Regions from separate parts of the Mus musculus genome. Here all the other regions are linked to region 3. Evidence: chromatin contacts called from public HiChIP or PLAC-seq data. All regions are on one chromosome and are shown on one strand. Each heading gives the region's core, a stretch centred on a gene start, on an enhancer-like site or on the middle of the called end of the contact. The rest is flanking DNA. Distances are from core to core; before and after follow the strand shown.

Region 1 (4,410 bases), core at 1,176-3,675, 710 kb before region 3:
CAGCCCAATTTACCACAGTTGTGCTTGTAATTGACCACTGGCAGGATGTCTGTACTGTTTAGTGTGGTCTTTTTTTGAAAGCAAAGCTTGTACAAGGAAGGGACCATTTATCCTAGGGCAGGAGAGAGAAAGAGAGAGAGAGAGAGACAGAGAGAGACAGAGAGAGACAGAGAGAGACAGAGAGAGACAGAGAGAGACAGAGACAGAGAGAGACAGAGAGAGACAGAGACAGAGACAGAGAGAGAGAGACAGAGAGGGAGAGGGAGAGGGAGAGACAGAGAGAGGTAGAAAGAGAGAGAGAGAGCAGAGAGAGAAAAAGAGACACACAGAGAGAAGTAGAGAGATACAGAGATACAGAGAGAGACACACAGAGAGAGGTAGAAAGACAGAGAGAGATGGGGGGAGAGATAGAGAGAAGGAGAGGTGGTGGTGGTGGTGGTTTGTCTCCCTGCACAACCCATGATATAGTGTACAAATATTTATTGAGTACCTACTGTGTGTCAGACATAGATTAACCATCCAGGAATGAACAAATGAGACGAATCTCTGACTTGCTTTCTATATACCCATACAAATGAGCCTTCCTTAAACACTGTCAGTTATAGAATTGCTGAATCCACTCAGTACTGTAACCAGTATCAGTCTCATCCCCCACCCCCCCACCTCACGTTGTTTGCTCCGGCCTCCAGTAGGTAATATATGTAGACTGTACAGAGGTCTCCTCTAAGTCAGGGGCTCCACAAGATAAATAGAGTTCTAAAAACTTCTACTATATATTTCACTTACTGTTTGGGGTTTTTATTTGGTTCAAGAGTCTTCTAACTCTTAAAGATAACCCAGGCTTCTATCAAGCTTTTAAAATCCTTTTATGAAAGTTGTTCTCTGGTCCAGGCTGCAGGCACCTAATTTGATGAACAGGCAGAAGGACTTTGCCCCCAAGGCTACCCAGACAGCCAGGAGGAGGCTGGAAAGAACATCAGGGAACACTTAAAAGTTTCAAATCTTTCCATCTTGGAAGTGTAAGGGCTGCACCAGGGGCTCTTTCCACAGACAGTTCAATGCAAGTTTGATTTTCCCCTCCTGATTTAGTGAGAAATTTCTCCAGGATGATGACAGTGCTGGATTACAGACCCCAACATAGATTTATTTCCTTTTACTATTTTTTTGAGTAGTTCATTGTAGAGCATTTAAATTTTCAAAATTGATTAAAAGCCTCAATCAAAGCCATCTGATCAAGATGTATAAATTATCTGTGTGGGTCAGTATACTTAAATATGACGTAATACAATGGAAATCAACAATTATTAAGATATAATAACAGTTTATTGTTATCTGTTTGTGCCAGACTCTGCTATGGTATGACTTGCTGACCTCACTGAAGACTTCCTCTAAGCTCTGAGGTCATGGGGCCTAGTTATACTTTGACCTGACAGTTCAGAGAAGCTTGGGCTGTGGGCATAGCTCAGTTGGTAGAGTGCTTGCCTAGCATACTCAGAGTACTGAGATTGTTCTCTGGTAGCACTGAAAACTGGACATGATGCTACACAACTGTAATGTTAGCACATGGGAGGCAGGGGCACAGGGATTAGAAGTTCAAGATGGTCTTGGCTATGTATGAGTTCAAAACCAGCCTGCACATACTGGGACATTTTAAAAATACTAAGCAAAACAATAAAACCCCAAGCCCCAAGCATGCTCACTGGAGATAGAGAAATTGGTATTGCACATTTCATTAGAAAGGCAGGCTCAGAATCAATCCCAGCCTTGGTTGAGGATGCTACTTAACACAGTGGATAGACACATAAGGAATGTCAGCACCATGTCCAGCCTAGATTGCACTGTGAGACAAGAAGAAATCCGAGAGCAGGTTGACACAGGCTCCTTACTAGGAAACAAATCTCCCAAGTGTTCAGAAATACTACTGAGGAAATATACCTGGGAGAGCTAGACTCTCAAACTTTCTGACCAACACTGGACTGTGTATCATCCTTGTTTGAGCCACCAAATGGTTGTGTGGATATGGCTAATTTTCTTGGACTTTGCCATCTGTAAAACGGCATTGTTATTTTTTCCCTCAGAATCAACATTCATTAGATGTCCGGTAAATGGTTGCTATGTTAAGCACAAAATAAATGAAGAATGAAGGAAAAAAAAAAACCAATCAACCAAACAGGAAAAAAAAAAACCCCACCCAATCCAAGCGGGGGAAGCTTTAACAAGTGGGCAACAGGGAGAAAAGGAGCTAAGAACAGCGTGCTAATTAGCTGTGTTACTTCTGTGTGCAATGACTTGCTGTGATTTTCCCTAAATTCTTCTTGTCAGTTTATGCCCATTTATGGGACATTTTTGGAGGACATGTACTGTTCCATCTAGCCTTCCCAGAAACGCTGTGGCAGACTTCTCTTCCCCACTCCTCTCTGCTTTACAGTGAGCTGGCTGGGATCAGAAACCAAAATGACTGACTCACTATCCCCCAGGCCAGAAAGTGTCTGTGGCTGACTTGGAGCCTGGAACATTCTCTTCCCATGGGTGTCTTTATTCAGCACCTCCTCAGCCACAGAGCTGTAGTGGTGCTGAAGGGAGTTAATGGTGAGCGGCCACGTGTGACCTCAGCTCGTGTCACTTTTAGAGAAAAATGTAAAGATTCCACAACCATTAGGTTTCCTTCACCAAATTCAAGGCTATAGATAATAGAATTTCATGTTGGGGCTTCTTCCTTTAGATCAGTACAGGGGAAACAGAGGTAGACATACAATTCTAGACTTTGGTAAGTGGTTGCTAATCATCACTGAATGGGCCACAACGACTTTTAGTTTGGTCTCAAGTTCAAGTGGAATAATAGCATTACTCTTTTCAATACTGTGTGCAGGTGTGTTTGGGTTTAGGAAAGTTTTCGAGTTTATCTCATATAAAGGAGTCTGATTTACTCTGAGGGGGAAGTGGCCTTCTTTTCCCGAGTAGAGATCTTTTCGTATACAAAGCAGCTCATCTTTCTGAAACAGAACCAAATCTCTAGTTCTCATTTTTCTTACTCCTCAGCCCAGCCCAGCCTGCTTCCTGCCTCTCTCTAACCCAGCCCTTGCTGAAGTAATTGGGGATTTTCATGTCACTAAATCCCAGGGAGTTTTGATCTTACATCCCTTCACCCCTCATCAGTACTGGGGACTACTGACCATTATTTCTCGGTTATTACACAATGTTTTTTAGTTTCCTTTCTCTGTCCCTAGCTGCTTCTTCTCTCCCTAACGAGATCATCCATGCCTATGAGCGTATTGGAGGTCTCCAAGGATTGATTTCAGTTCTGACTTTCTTTGTATATGGCAGCATCTTTCCTTCCTCCGACCCCCGTACTTTCACTTTGAATCTCACTGGATCCTTGTGTTCATTAGGACAGCATGATTCCACAGCAATGACAGTGACAAGCCACTCTCCCACTCCCATGCTCTAAGAATACACATGCAGTCACTTCTGAGTGCTGTCTCAGCAGTTCAGGTTGCTTCCGATTTGTGGCTAGGCCATCGCAGCATGTAGCATTTACCAATGTGCATGCCAATGGAAGACAGTGTGGAGAACCCCACCTACTCTGGTCCTCCTGCCTTTAGCTTAGGAATAGTCACATGCTTTTTACTTACCTGCAAAAGAAGTTGAAAACCGTCCTGTGTTCTTGGGACAAGGAGAGTGAAGTAGGACTTGGTGAACTCCTGCCATTTCTCCCAGATACACTTCCAACTTAGAGAGCAAGCCTAGGTCTCTCATCAGCACCCTACCCCCCTCTGCTGGTTACATGAAACCCTGCTTCACCAGGAAACCTCAGAAAGAATTAATACTGGACCAGGGATGTTAATCAGTGGTAGAGTACTTGCTTGGCATGCACAAGACCCTACATTTGATTCCCAGCACAGCTAAAAGGAAAGGAGAACAAACAAACTCCCAACTTACACAGTGTCCCCAAGTGAGCTTGATACAGTTGCAAAAGATGTCCCTCTCAGAATCTTCCTTCTGCAAGAACAGCTGAGTAAATAATTATCCAGTGCTGCAATCAAAACTTCTATAGAACAGGACAGCCCTGGTGGGGTGGGGTAGTTTCTCAAGTCCTAAAAACATGGACTGGAATTCCAACAACCGATCAACTCATGTGTATGTGAACTCTTAGTGTTGACCCACTTTGTCACCATGACTGTCAAGTTTCCTTCTGCCGACATCTGTCTATCTTCAGGGTAGTTTCTTGTCTAACTCACCATCCACTGTGAACAGCACAGTACAGTGGTCTTCAAACTGGTTACCATGTCTTCCACTCCTGCCACTGGACAGGCATTCTCTACACTGTAGCTAGAAGGATCTGGGGAAAACTCTGTTTCCTGTTTAGTCTTCCAAACTTACCATTGCTTTTTACAATGGACCAACATCTTC
Region 2 (4,586 bases), core at 2,017-4,516, 780 kb before region 3:
CAAGACTGAGCTCTCCTTGCTAGGCATCTGCTTTGAGAGTTTGATTTTTCTTCTTTGGATGCAGTTCATTCTGAGTGGATGCTCTCAGCATCTCTGCTGTACACAAGGGGAGAAGGGGAGGAAAAACAAACAACAGCAACCACTTAAATGGTTCCACCTCCACAAGTCCTGTCTTCTCAATGTTCTTTCATACCCTATATAGTACTGAGAAATATACAGTATGTTCCTTAAAAGATACACAGAGATTATGAGCAATCATTACTTCATTTAATCCTTTCATAAAATAGAGGGTAATGCTTTATGAATTTTGACTCCTTTCTATAAGAATGCTGCTTTGCCTGTCCCTCTAGAATGTGAAGTCTGTAAGAGCTGAGCCATTGGTGGCAATGACTTTGCCTTGTTCAGTTCTATACCTCCACATTATTGATCAATTTCTACCACATACTATGCACCCAAGATCTCTTTAGGAACAAAGTCGGATTGTATTTCCTCTAATCTTACACATCATGCTGGTTGGTGAAGTAGAAATTGTCATCCCTTTATACACTTGGAGTCTATCCTTGAGGTTTGATGTCAGACTGTCTCTCAGGCTTGTTTCATTGGGATTGTATACAAAGCCCCACTCCCTGCTCTCCTCTGTGAGGAAACCAAAGGGCCTGCTCTAGCAGAAGAACACATGCCCTATGAAGCAGAATGGTGACCCAGCTGGGAAAGCTGATGTCATGAAAATGAGAGACTAGGCCCACCCATGTGGATTCTTCCCTGCTGAGCCCATCTGTCTGTGTGGGCTATCTATGGCTACCATGGAGGCATAAACTTTATCCCCTTATAGTAATAGACTGGGTTCTGATTATGGTTGCTCTGAATGCTGGGAAAATTCGAGGGAGGCTGGCATCAGTCCTTTGCTAATGATCTTATTTGGATAAATACATGCTAGTAATCTTTGTCGCCTCTAAGAAACTCTAGACTACTCAGATTACAGACGTTGGTTTGCTGATCTTTCTATGCCCCAGTGAGGCCAAAATTTTATCATCTCCATTTTCCAGATGGTGAAACCAAAGCACACATAGTAACTCAGTGCTGGGAAAGCTAACCCTGATGTTGTGTTTTCCCTCTGACTCCCCAGCTCTGTCAACTCGTCTTTAATATCTGATGGGGAAATGATGAGTTCTGTGACTCTAACATTATTTTCTTAACAACATATATTCACTTGGGCACCATGAGCAACAAGCACTTTGAAATTCAGGACCTATCACTTTCTACTAAGAAACAGAGGGACGTTAGGGGGAAATGAACTGGTAAAATCACTGAGCTTAAAAGGGTGTTTAATTTTAATACTTACTGACCTCTGACCGGTATATTGGGGCAAAGCTCAAGTCACCATTGCCCTTAGTTTTCAGCTTCAAGTGTGGGATGCAGTCTGAGTGGCAGGCTCTGCAGCTGACTATTGTAGCTCTACTGTTTCTTTACCATGTGTGCTGAGTGCCTGCGTGGAGTGCTCCCCACCACGCTGAGTTATTGTGAGGATTCAAGCCTTGAGTCCGTTTCCTACTTAGAGCAGCTGCTGCACAGTGAGGATCCGATCCATGATCGAGGATGAGCACAAAGACAACGTTTCCTCTTTGAATTGCAGTCCACGGGGATCCTTTTTTAAAAACTTGTCTCATGGCATAAAACGGCAATTTCTATGACTAATTGATGTCTCATTTACCAGATGTTATTCAAAAATGAAATGCTCCAGGCATTTCCAGAAATAGGAGTAAGATTTAGGAGGAATGTTTGACAAAAAGATACAGTAACCGATTCTTGAGTTAATGAAAAATCCTTTAGTATGACTATGTCAGATGCAAACTATTGCTTCGGAGACATATACTATGTACCTGGGCATAGGCACATGCAGGCAGTATTATTTTCTGACCTCAAAACACATACTTATTTTTATCTTAGCCAGGAGGCTTTGCTGGGTCTTCAGGCAGAGATAGTTTTCTCTTAGAATACTTCTGGCACTAATGCCATTCAAACATGCATGTGTGTGTGTGTGTGTGTGTGTGTGTGTGTGTGTGTGTGTGTGTGTGTGTGCAGGTATGTGTTTATGTGGGTGTGTACACAGGTATGTGGAGGCTCCAAGACAGCATCTCCCTATCTTTAGAAATGCTGTCCACTTCCTTTGAAACAAGGTCACTCACTAGCCTAGAACTTGCCAATTAGTCAGTCAGTCTGTCTGTCTGTCTATCTGTCTGGCTAGATAGCACAGAGATGCTCCTGCCTTCTCCTCCTCCTCCCAGAGATGGAATTACAAGCATGGGCCACCATGCTTAGTACTCTCACTTGGGTTTGGGGAAATGGACTCAGATCCTTGTACTAACGTGGCCGTCCTTTATCATTGTTCCCTTCCCTCCAGCCTGTATATTGTGATTTATGAGCCTGGGAACTCGGGGTCAGTTCTTTCTCATCCGTAGCTTTACTAGATACACCAGTAGTAGAAGCTAGCTTAACTAGCTTTACTAGTTTAGACAGAGCCCACCTCCATTGTGTGTTTCCTATTCTCCATGGTATTGATACCCTTAGCCTTAGATCTTACTTTTGGATTCACTGTTAAACTTGACTCCTTCATGAGCTCTGTCCCCTGTGACCTTCCTATGGGTAGTTTGGCCTCTTTCACGACACTGATTGCTCATCACCAGTGAGCTAACAGAAAAAGAGGGGCTTTCTTCTTTAACATGGGGCATCCTGAGGATGTCTAAAAGGCTAAGTTCAGCTTCCTATGCTTTCAAAATCTAGAGGTAGTCTCTCTGCTCCCCAAAAGTTTCCTCTGCCTATTAACATTGCTTCCATTGAGAAGAATGACCCAGTACAAAGTTAAATTGAGGTCTAGAGGAAAGATTGGCCAAAGTTTCAATTAAAGAACATTTTGATCAGCTATACTTATCTTCCTTTTTCTTTCCTCAAAGTTCCCAGGGCCAATCGTTTCCTGAGGGTGGCAGATCTGCCCAGCACATCTCTCAGCCTCTGACTTTGTCCAGGAACTTTAAGATTTTCTGAAAGTGACCATACAGTACATGCTACCAAAGTGTATGAGCCAGTACATTCTCCTGAAGATGACCATGAATACCCAGCCAGTTGTCAGCCACCTGATTGTCAGTCTGAATCGCTGTCCATCTCCTAGACGACAAAACAGACCATCTTGATGTGACATACATAATCCCAAACACATGCCATCTACCAAGATGTCACTACATACCTCGCTGCACAGTCAGAAACACGTACTCACCATGGACCCTGATGCCTCCTGCAAAGATACAGCTCATCTCTCTCCCCTGCTGTGGTTATGTCTAACGAGCTCCTTCATGTATAATTACTCTTGAAGCATAGCTTTAAACTTCTCCCAAAACCACAGTGGCATGGTAGAAGGTAGGGCTGCCAACATTTAAAAGAGTCAGGATGTCTGCCTTCTCTTTGCCTTGGGCCATTTTCTTTGTTTGTGGGACATTGTAATGGAAAGGTGAACAGACATTGTTCAGCTCTTGTCTGATGGCTTCTCTGGAATATAAACCAAGAATCCCAGGATTCATTGTGGCGTCAAGACTCCATGACAGAGGCTCCTCACAGAGGCTGCGGGATAAGCTGCAATTGGTTTTGGACTTGGCTAGGCCAGCAGGATTCTTGGGGAGCCTGTCATTGTCACTGGCAACATGCTTGTAATAACTAAGCAAAAATAATGACAGCCCTGGAAATTCTGGGGTTTCCTTCCAGCTTCTTCAAGTCAGTGGTGCTGTTTAGGCGACATATGTCAGAGGCAGAGATATTCATTCTCTTCAAAAATTTTATTCATTTGTTTTTATGTGTATAAGTGTTTTTGCCTGTATGTATGTTTGTGCACCACATGTGTGTCTGGAGCCCACAGAAGCTAGAAGAGGGCATTGGATCCCCTGAACCTGGAATTATGGATGGTTTCTGACCTGCCAAGTAGATGCTGGGCATTAACCCTAGGTCTGGAAGAGCTGAGAGTATTCTGAGCTGCTGAGTCCTCTTTCCAATCCCATGGTCCAGACACTTAAGGATTTTGTTTCTAAATTCTCCTACAGGGTTAGGAGGCTCAGCTCACAAAATCTAGCACACGTACAGTGACTTTTACCACTGATCACAGAGGTGGTGAAAACAGTTGATTTTTTTTGTTTGACATTTAGTGACCTCTAAAATCTGGCTCCAATTTACCATTTCAACAAACTACTTCCTTCTTTTAACTCTGGCTGTGATCAAAATACCTCTTTATTTTCATATAATTTCCCAACATCGTAGTCTTTCTAACAGTGTGCTCCCAGACTCTTCTTTCAGAAGTGTCCGTCTACCAAAGACTTGGCTGTTCTGTCTGGTTTTTCTTTTCTTATTTTATGACTGTTCTTGTGCATTCTGATAGCTTCAACTGCCATTGTTACATCTGTCTGTCTGTCTTCATTCACACATCTCTTCTGAACTTCAATTTCTCTGCAACTTCAGATCCCTAGCATCTCATTGGGTATATTGAGTGTATCACTGGACACGTCCAACTGATTTCCAAGACTTAACTGACTTTCGTCCTGGAGTCT
Region 3 (4,384 bases), core at 661-3,160:
AATCCACACAGTGCTCAGTTGCCACAATGTTTGTGTGTGTTGGGGGTGGGGTGGGGTAATTGTACCCTACTGGAAGCAAAAGAGGCACAAAAGAGGCAAAGCTCACCTAGCCTGCTTGGTTCTTCTTCAGAGCCCCAGGTCCTGGACTCTTCTTTTTCCCTTGGGGGTGGGGGGAGGGGTTAGGATATGTATGGAGGTCACAGCCAAACTTGTGAGAGTGGGTTTTTTCCTTCTACCATTTGGGCTCTGGGAACTGAACTCAGGATTGTTCACAAATGCCCTTACCTTCAAAGCCATCTCTTCAGCTCCTAGGTCTATATTCTTGAGCATACTTCTTGCCCATGTCCTCAATCAAAAGACGAGACAGCTCCCATCTACTTTTTCTCTCCCTAAGTCTCTCTTTGCCCTTTTTCTTTTAAGTCAGGCTATCCTGTAACCCAGGATGACTTCAAACTCACTTTATAGCCAAGGTTGATTTTGAACTTCCGATCCTGCTGTCTCAACCTCCCAAGTGCTGGGACTACAGGTCTCTGTTGCCATAACTTCTTTATGTGGTGCTTGAAAGCAAACCCCAGGTTTCATGTGCTGAGCAATCTCTGTACAAGATGAGCTGCATTTCTGTACCACCCTCATCACTCCCCTTTCTCTTCCAGAGACCTGCTCTGCTCCCGGTGAGTCTGATGTGTGACATCAGTCTCTGGGTGCTTATGTGGCCAGATTGCTGCATGTAGGGAGACTAGAACAGACATATGCAGCCCCTGAGAGTGACACTGGAGGAGTGGGAAAGTGGGTCTCAGCCTACCTAGGTCTCAGGCCAGAAAAGACCATCTTCTTGCTTGGACATACCCACCTTTATTATATTAAAACACTGAAAATCCTTCCTGGGCTCAACTTGTGAAATTGGCCCCCTCTTGTCCTTGGCTTTAAGGAGGTGTCTGGGATCCAGAACAGAATGCAGTTGGAGAAAGCACTCCCTAGCCATTCTGCCTTCAGTGTTCTTTCTGCTGACTTGTGTGGCCTTCCTCGGGTCTATCCCTGACCTTGAAGGTCAAGTTCATCTCAAGCAAACACTCTGATATTAAGCACAGAGAAGCCAGGGACATCTCAGGCCTGGAGTTTTCTGCAAGCCATTTGGTGCCACTCCCTGCTCAGACTTCCTCTCCCTAACCCTCCTTTTAGACATCCCCTCAGCCATGCTTGGACAGCCCACAGGCATGAAACTCAGTCCCTTACTTGGCTGTCCCTTTGTCCTCCAAAATATCTCCCTCCTATCCTCCCTGCTCCTCTCTCCTAAATCCCATCTACAAATAGAAAATAATTAATAATAATAATAATAATAATTCTGTGAGAGCAAATACAAATAGTTGGGAGCTATTTGACATGCTGGCTTCAAGACCCTTCTAACAACACCATAAGATAGACACCCCTTCCCCATGTTAGAGGGATGTAAATGAAACTGAAAGCAGTGGAATTATTTGTCCAAGTTTACAGTTCATAAGTACAGAGCCAAGGCCTGCCCGTGTAACTTCAGAGATGCCTGTATCCTATTAAGCAACTTAGGGAAAGTAAAATGAATGGTCCATGCCCACAGGAAATGAAATCTAGGCAAGGAGACAGTGCAGCTGCATGGAAAATTCCTAAGACGGTTTCTATCCAGAAATGTTTTATAACTAGGGAATCTGGAAGAAGAAGAAGAAGGCAGTGTGCATGCGTGGGAGGGGCTGCCTAGCTGCCTCAATAGCTGTGGCAGGCTCCAGGCTCCTGCATCCTGCTCTCCCTGCCTGCTGAGTTAGTGCCCCTGCCCACTTCCTGGCCCCTCCAGTGTGAGTCTCACACAGCTCCTCCAGCCTGATTGACTGCAGCAGAGAGACAACAACCCCTTAACCCCACCCCACCCCCAGCTAGCTTAGCGAGGCAGCATATGCTGCTGTGGAAAGTTGAACAATTGCACTTCTAAATAACAGCTCAACATGGAATAGAAGGGATGTTGCAAGGCAGGAGATGATTAATTGCCAAATGAATCATTGAAATTGTAATTTCAGTGGAATGCATGATTGCTGCAGGCCGGAATTGTAAGGAGAGACCAGGAGGAGACTGAATGGCCCGGCCAGGCAGAGAGGGCTGTTCAGCTGAGGGTCAGGGGTCAGAGAGGTACTCCTGAAAGGTTGTCTGAGACCACAGCATAGAGGCAAGCTTTCACTGTAGTGTCAAGAGCCCCTTGGAGCGAGGACTGCAGACCTGCTTGCCACGGGGATCTCCCCATGATGACCCATCGCACCTGGCCTCCCACCTGCTCTCTGGCTCTGTGGGATGCTGGCTCGCATCCTCCGGCCTCCTCTGACCTACTAGCCTCCTTTGTGCATCAGCTGCTCACGCTACACAGTAGGTAAGAGGCAGATCTCTCATCTATCCCTCGAGTGGAAGGGCATGCTGCTGAGCTGGAATAAGAAATGAAAATTCAGCATGTTCTGTTATGTTGGGGTTCGTTTTTCACAAGAGCTCCAACACCCCTGAGCCAGGTCCCGTTGCCTGAAATGTAGGACAGTGTCATAAGCAGAGGCTACCACTGCAATCTCAGCCTTCCTCCTTACTGGGTGTTGAAATTGTGTGGTCTTCCTTAATTTTCCTAACCTTCCTGAGCCTTAGTTTCCTTATGTGGGAATGTGTGATGTGGAATTGTACTCGAACAGCTCCTGCCTAGGGCAGGCTCCTGGTAACCCAGATCCATAAAGGTGGAGGCTATTGGGCTGGGGAGATAGTTCAGTTAGTAAAGTGCTTGCCATACAAGTCTGAGATTCAATCACTACCACCCATATAAAAATGTGATGTGCAGGGGCACACCTGTCATCCCAGCCTGATGTGGTGGGGCACACCTGTCATCCCAGCCTGATGTGGAGGGGCACACCTGTCATCCCAGCCTGATGTAGTAGGGACACACCTGTCATCCCAGTTCTGGAGATGCAGAGGTAGGAGGATCTTGGGGCTTGCTGGCCAGTCAGTCAAACTGATGTGATGAATTCCAGGTTCAGCGAGAGACCCTATCTCAAAAACTAATATGGGGAGTTATAGAGGAAGACACCTATTCTTAACCACACACACACACACACACACACACACACACACACACACACACACACACACACACACACACACAGAGAGAGAGAGAGAGAGAGAGAGAGAGAGAGAGAGAGAGAGAGTTTATTATCAAAGAATGGGCCAATAACAAACAATAAAACCATCTGTTTTAGGGAGGCATTGTAGGGAGCAGAGGAAACCCTGAGTGACAGAAGTCTTGGTGATTTGCACTGTTGCTATGAGCATAGCCATGTCAAAGATTCTATGCCTCAGCCCCATGGGAGTGGCTAAGCCTTCCCTGGGTGAGCCTCAGAGGCAAGTTCTCCACGGGAGTCTGAGTTCAAATGATTGACGAGTGTGTACAATCATTTGAAAGAAAAAAAACAAAAAACAAAAAACTAGCAACTGCAGCTTCATTCTCCTGGATGTCTGTAGCCTGAGACGGTCACTTCAGACACCTCCTAGCAAGTCTAGCTAGTCCCCCCTCCTCCGCCACCCCCTCCCCGTGCTGTACCTGATAAACACACTGAGGTTCTGGGTTACAGTAGGATAGGCGCCTTTCCATCAGAAGGTACACGCCCCACCTGATCTCAGCTTTCTGTACATGTGTCTGTCTGTCTGTCTGTCCTTTCTTTATTCCTTCACCAACCCCAGTCAGGGTTCTATGACCAAGCCATGTGGGTTATGGCAAGACATGACACACTGGAGACAGAGGCGGGGGGGGGGGGAGGGGGAGTACCACAAGTTAAATTAAGGCTAGCCTGATCTACATGGTGTCAGGCCAGCCAGAACTACTTAGTGTTAAAAACAAACAAACATAGATAGATAGATAGATAGATAGATAGATAGATAGATAGATAGATAGATAGATGATATGTTTTGAGCTCCCCTTGGGATGTTGTTATAATGGGTGTGGCAACCTATCTATGCCACATGAAGTAGGGACACAGCCTTGTTATGGTATAGGAGTTACAAGAGAGTGCACATATGGCCAGGTGAACAGGAAAGTAGACTACTGGTGAAGAGGAACAGAGGTGTGAGCTGTGTGCAGCTGCTGATGTGACTGAGCCCAGGCCACAGGGTGCGCTGTAGTGCAGCCATCTCAAGGCAGACGAGAAGGCTGCAGAGATGTGCAAAAGCCTGTTTCTTTAAAGCAAAAAAGGCAGAATGGAATGTGGTTGCAACTGAATGACTATGTGAAGGTAACTTTTTAACGCAAGAGTAATTGCGGAGTTAGGATATAAGAGGTCTGTTAGGTACTTAACTAACTTAGAGTTATCATTAGGTTTTAGATGTAAATGTGTAGTGC
Region 4 (4,244 bases), core at 197-2,696, 650 kb before region 3:
CAAACCAGACACAGCTGCGTTTAACGCAGCAGTACCTTTCAGTTGCAGGGCTCTTTAGGTGGCGTTGATAAACTTTGTAAAAGGGTTAAGAACAAGATGCACCCGTGTCCATTTAAGACTTGTTCTTGGTCCCCAACAATACTTCAGAATGAAGATTCCCTAAAATTAGCTCCAGGTTCTCTCTCTCTTTCCAATGGTGGATGTAGCATAAAGGCTTTGGCAGGCAGGAGCTTGGAGTGGCTTGGGTGCTGCATTCCTAGCCTTCCTCATTGAGCAGACTGGGCAGAGCAGGCCTGCGGATTCTCATGGCTGGCTGGCTGGTGTTCATTAGGGCAAGCACTAGTCTTTGCTTTGGGTTCCCTTTCAGATAGGCAGGACTGGTGTTGAAAACAACAGCTATCCGGCTATCATTTACTTAACTACTGTTACACAAATCATTCCTACATAGCCCTTCAAAACAGGACCTGCTGTGTTTTCCAATCCACCTTTCTGGGTGGGAAGAAGATCAAGGACCATTTAGAGAGTTGGGAAAGTTCAGGAAAAAAAATGTGTCACACAAACTCTCTAGAGACTCAGAATGGCATACAGATCTCACTCCACCCCTTGGCTCCAGGCCACATTTTCAGTCTGGTAAGTCTTTTAGCCCCATTGAAATTATAGTTTCTTTTAGAATGAGTTTGTTTGTTTGTTTGGTTTTGTTTTGTTTTTAAATCCCAGAGGGTATGATTTTAGGAGCATCTCAAATACTGACTTTGCCCGTTTAGACAATGTCCATCTGGTCCTTTTCAAATGGCTCCTACCTGCAGCTGGTGTCAACTGGAGCTGAGAACTCCACCCCAAACTCCAGAGGAGCCCATGTGTCAGGCCAGGAGCAGAGAGAAGGTGAGAGACCTCTAGGAGGAAAGAATGAAAGCAACTGTGCAAACGGCTTCTTAGAAATAACCCCTTTATCTCACTTCTCTCAGGGGCGGATTCACTCTTCTATGGGAAAGTCCCCTTCCACAGCGGGGCAGCTCCCAAACTTATTTTGAAAACAACAGCACAAAGCGATACAGAAAGTTTTGAAACTCACCTTTGGGTCCGTTGGAAGGCTTCCCGCCGGCGGGACCGCTGGCTCTGTTCCGGTGCTCTGAAGTGACTTGGGCACAAGGGTGAGGTCTGGGTCCCTGCTCCTGCCTCTCCCTCCCACTGCCAGGTCCCGGGAGAGAGGCGGCGCTGCCGGTCAGTGGGTGCCACCAGTGTGATGTGGAGGAAAGCGCCCCCTGCGTCCCTGGCTGAGGTTTCACCGCACCCAGCTCTGCTACTGAGGTCAGGAACGCAACTTCCTGAATCTGACTGGCTGGCTCTGTCTCTCCTCAGCCCAACTCCTACCTTAAACTAGGAGGCACACGCCACAGCACACGCAGCGCGGGTGTCCTTCCTCCGGGTCTCCCGGCCAGTGTCCCCACTCCGCCCCACTGTGACGTTCTTTTGCCCCTCCGCCCCGAGCACGCCTCCTTCAGGACGCCAGAGCCAACTTTGCTCACAGACGCGCCAGTGTTCCCAGAGACGTGGGGTGTAAACTCCCAACCCTGGCCTAAGGAAAAAATAACAGCCCCGTGCTGTGGAATAAAGTCACCTTCCAGGAAAAGGGCTGGGGTGTCTAAAGGGAGAGCAATCCCCGGTGCCTCGTGACAAGGTATCTTTGTGTGTGCGCTCCATGGGAGTTACCTGGAGATGTTAGGAGCGCAGGAGGCAGGGACAACTAACTTCAAAAGTTCTCCCTTTTCATTTTATTTACTCCTTGTGAGCTTATATTCAGATCTCTTGTTTGTCTAACTCCGCCCCCAAATGTAAAGGTGGGGTGGTAGAGAGCTTGCTCAGTGCCTCCAAGGCTTCTGCAGGGAAGTTGGGAAGGTGTGATAGGCAGAAGCGGCTGTGGAGTATCTAGGGGCTTCCCCGGAATGACCTTGAGAGATCTTGCCATGATAAAGACCGGAGGTTCTACTCATTGGATTGTAGGTGTCAGGAGGGTGCGCAGCTGGTGCTTGCTTTCCAGTGGCTGGGCCTGAGCCATAGGGTCCTTCGGCCTTTGGGTGCCTGAATTAAAATGATTGGTGAAGCTAACTGTCACAACCGGGAAACAAGAGAGTTCCGGTTTACTCAAGAGAAGCCAGCTGGCTCTGGGTTGAAAGGCCAAAGAGAAAACCCAGCATTCATCCAGAAATGCCAAGGATAGTTGGTCCTGTAGTCTTCTTCCAAAGGCAGATTAAGTAGAGGTTTTCCCCCAGAAATCCCACAGAGAGAACTCGATCTAGATCTGTTGTTGTTCCTTTGAAACCGAGTCTCACTATATAGCCCCGGCAGGCCTGGAACTCACAATGTAGAAACAGGTTGGCCTCACAGAAATTTGCTGGGTTTAAGGACGTGTTTCACTATGCCCTACATAGATCTAGATTTGAATGATAATAAGAAGAGTGGTCCAAGTGATCTGTTGTGGGGGTGGGGTTGGGGGTGGGAGTAGTACGGTTAAGTGGGTAGGGCAGGGGGACGATCAGGCTCTGAAAGAAGACAGTTTTAGCAAGAGACAGCTATAGATGGATTCCACCAACAATTTAGTGGTGGATGGAAGGCTTCCATTGTGTGTCAAATCTGAAGCAGGGGTCTAGGGTCTAATGGACCAGGGAGCTGGAGGAAGACAGGCTTGGGGAATGACAGGAAACCTTAAGTGCAAACCCGGTGCGGTGATTGGAGACCGAGTCTCCCCCAGGACCTACACCGGACCTGTGTGAGATGTAATTTGCCCCCTTCCCCTGAGGATGGGGAGTAACTTTCTTCTGCAAGGTCATTGCTAATGTATAGTGGAGTTGAGATCTGAGTCTGAGTAGTTCTATCTAGTCCAGCCTATCCCTCATCACCATATCATCATCAGGAGAGAGAGTGGCTTCTATGGACAACTTCTGGGTTAACACCTGCTGAGCAGGGGGGAAGACAGTGGAAAATACTTTCCTGAACAACTTTATGGACAGGCTAGGCTGATGGTCACAATGCTTTCCAGAAACAACAACAACACAGAGAAATGAAGAACCTAAGGCAGTCACCATGAGCTCAGCACTTCAAAAACCAGATGCTTATCTGTAGGGCGGCATCCCAATGTTGTCTTAGTCCACAGGAAGACAGATCCAGAAAAAGTCTAGAACCTATCAAGTAGCAGCGACGTTGTGGCAGTCAAATCAGGGACTTACTAGATGACAAGATGCTTGGTAGGCTGTTATTGAGTTGCCAAGGCTACAGGGTCTATTGATGTTTTAACGTAATGAGTGAGCATCTGGCCAGCAGGTTTTCCTTTGGGGTGAATGACGCATCCCTTATGAGAAAACAAGTTAGAGCACCCACCTACTGTGTCTCCCCTTTGGCGGTGAAGTCTCAACTTATATGAACTCATGAATGGCCCCAGGCAACCACGGTGCTGGTGCAGTCTTTAAAAGCTTTCTTGTTTGAGGTAAGGATCTTTGAAGGTAGTCAAGAGGTGAGTGGACTCTAAGTGGAGTGAAATGGAGCGTTGACACATCTAATTAAGAAACAGAAAGCCCCCAAATAGCAGATTTGTGAACCAGGACTGAAAATTTAAAACCTTTTTGTGGGTGACCACCCCTCACTGGCTTTAGCACCTGAAGAGCTCTGGTTCCATATTAAGAGTGTTAAGGACAAAACCTGTGGGTTCCCTCTCTGCTGGTGTGGGAACTGACAGGGTATTAAACATCACGTTTTAGCCTGTGTTGAAGGTGAAGACTAACTGCACTCATTCTCTCTTTGTGCTGTCCTATTTCTGACAGGTCAATGGCAGTGTTGGCCAGGACGGATTCATCTGTGCAAGCCATCTGTGGGAGACAGTTTCCCATTAGGTCATACACCCTGAGTGCAGAAATCAGAATAGTGTTGTGCGGCAACAACAAAAGGGGGTGGCTTTTTCAGTGTGGGAAATATTTAACAGAGAATATTACGTTATTATCACCTAAAACAGGTGCATTCTTGCCTGCAATGCTCTACGAGGCTCGGGCATGTCCAGCCACTTACCACTGCGACACAATAATGCCGTCTACAACATTTGCACAGAGACTGAAATAAAAACACCTACACCTCTCAGTGTTTTAAGGCAGTTTATGATTTTGTGCTAGTCTGCATGTAGAGCTACCCTTGGCTACATATGGGAGCAGTTCCTGAGTTGGAGAGGCTTGGGAGAAACGAAAGCAGGGGTACCGGAA

Evidence for each region. HiChIP or PLAC-seq counts read pairs in DNA pulled down with a chosen protein or histone mark.
Region 1: a contact with region 3 is called in a CTCF HiChIP or PLAC-seq map of the NIH/3T3 cell line, with 6 read pairs. The contact joins two enhancer-like sites. A contact is called at or near these places in 1 of 15 datasets of contacts at CTCF or cohesin (the NIH/3T3 cell line), 2 of 484 Hi-C or Micro-C datasets (bone marrow-derived macrophages and spermatogonia) and 4 of 115 datasets of contacts at active chromatin or transcription factors (the NIH/3T3 cell line, VIP interneurons, embryonic basal ganglia and 1 more).
Region 2: a contact with region 3 is called in an H3K27ac HiChIP or PLAC-seq map of embryonic fibroblasts, with 27 times the contacts expected there. The contact joins two enhancer-like sites. A contact is called at or near these places in 2 of 39 promoter capture datasets (embryonic stem cells and hippocampal neurons), 3 of 15 datasets of contacts at CTCF or cohesin (the NIH/3T3 cell line, large pre-B cells and pro-B cells), 100 of 484 Hi-C or Micro-C datasets (the AML12 cell line, B cells, the BV-2 cell line and 58 more) and 7 of 115 datasets of contacts at active chromatin or transcription factors (the NIH/3T3 cell line, astrocytes, craniofacial prominence and 4 more).
Region 4: an H3K4me3 HiChIP or PLAC-seq map of stem cell-derived neural progenitor cells shows a contact between it and region 3, with 24 read pairs. The contact joins the promoter of 4930523C07Rik here to the enhancer-like site in region 3. A contact is called at or near these places in 2 of 39 promoter capture datasets (cranial neural crest and embryonic stem cells), 7 of 484 Hi-C or Micro-C datasets (dorsal root ganglion neurons, embryonic stem cells and granulosa cells), 9 of 115 datasets of contacts at active chromatin or transcription factors (craniofacial prominence, embryonic basal ganglia, embryonic stem cells and 5 more) and 1 of 9 other capture datasets (embryonic stem cells).

What each region holds. Positions count from the first base shown.
Region 1 is chr1:160,099,211-160,103,620 of GRCm38.p6, reverse strand. The region is part of intron 18 of Tnn (tenascin N); the gene reads left to right. Among named protein-coding and RNA genes, the nearest start is that of 4930562F07Rik, 23 kb to the right of the region's middle. Within about 2 kb of position 2,425, at least 49 of the 459 cell types and tissues checked have an H3K27ac peak or open chromatin away from gene starts, as enhancers often do. A contact at or near this core is called in the NIH/3T3 cell line, where this site is marked.
Region 2 is chr1:160,174,086-160,178,671 of GRCm38.p6, reverse strand. No RefSeq gene overlaps it. Among named protein-coding and RNA genes, the nearest start is that of Mrps14, 19 kb to the left of the region's middle. Within about 2 kb of position 3,266, at least 10 of the 459 cell types and tissues checked have an H3K27ac peak or open chromatin away from gene starts, as enhancers often do. A contact at or near this core is called in the STO cell line and embryonic fibroblasts, where this site is marked.
Region 3 is chr1:159,390,802-159,395,185 of GRCm38.p6, reverse strand. No RefSeq gene overlaps it. Among named protein-coding and RNA genes, the nearest start is that of Mir1843b, 53 kb to the right of the region's middle. Within about 2 kb of position 1,910, at least 115 of the 459 cell types and tissues checked have an H3K27ac peak or open chromatin away from gene starts, as enhancers often do. A contact at or near this core is called in the NIH/3T3 cell line, the STO cell line, craniofacial prominence and 4 more, where this site is marked.
Region 4 is chr1:160,041,582-160,045,825 of GRCm38.p6, reverse strand. 4930523C07Rik (RIKEN cDNA 4930523C07 gene) reads right to left here and starts at 1,446. Exons shown (of 3, transcript NM_001162896.1): 1 at 1,073-1,446. Gm37294 (predicted gene, 37294) reads left to right here and starts at 1,509. Exons shown (of 2, transcript NR_168324.1): 1 at 1,509-1,678; 2 at 3,816-4,125.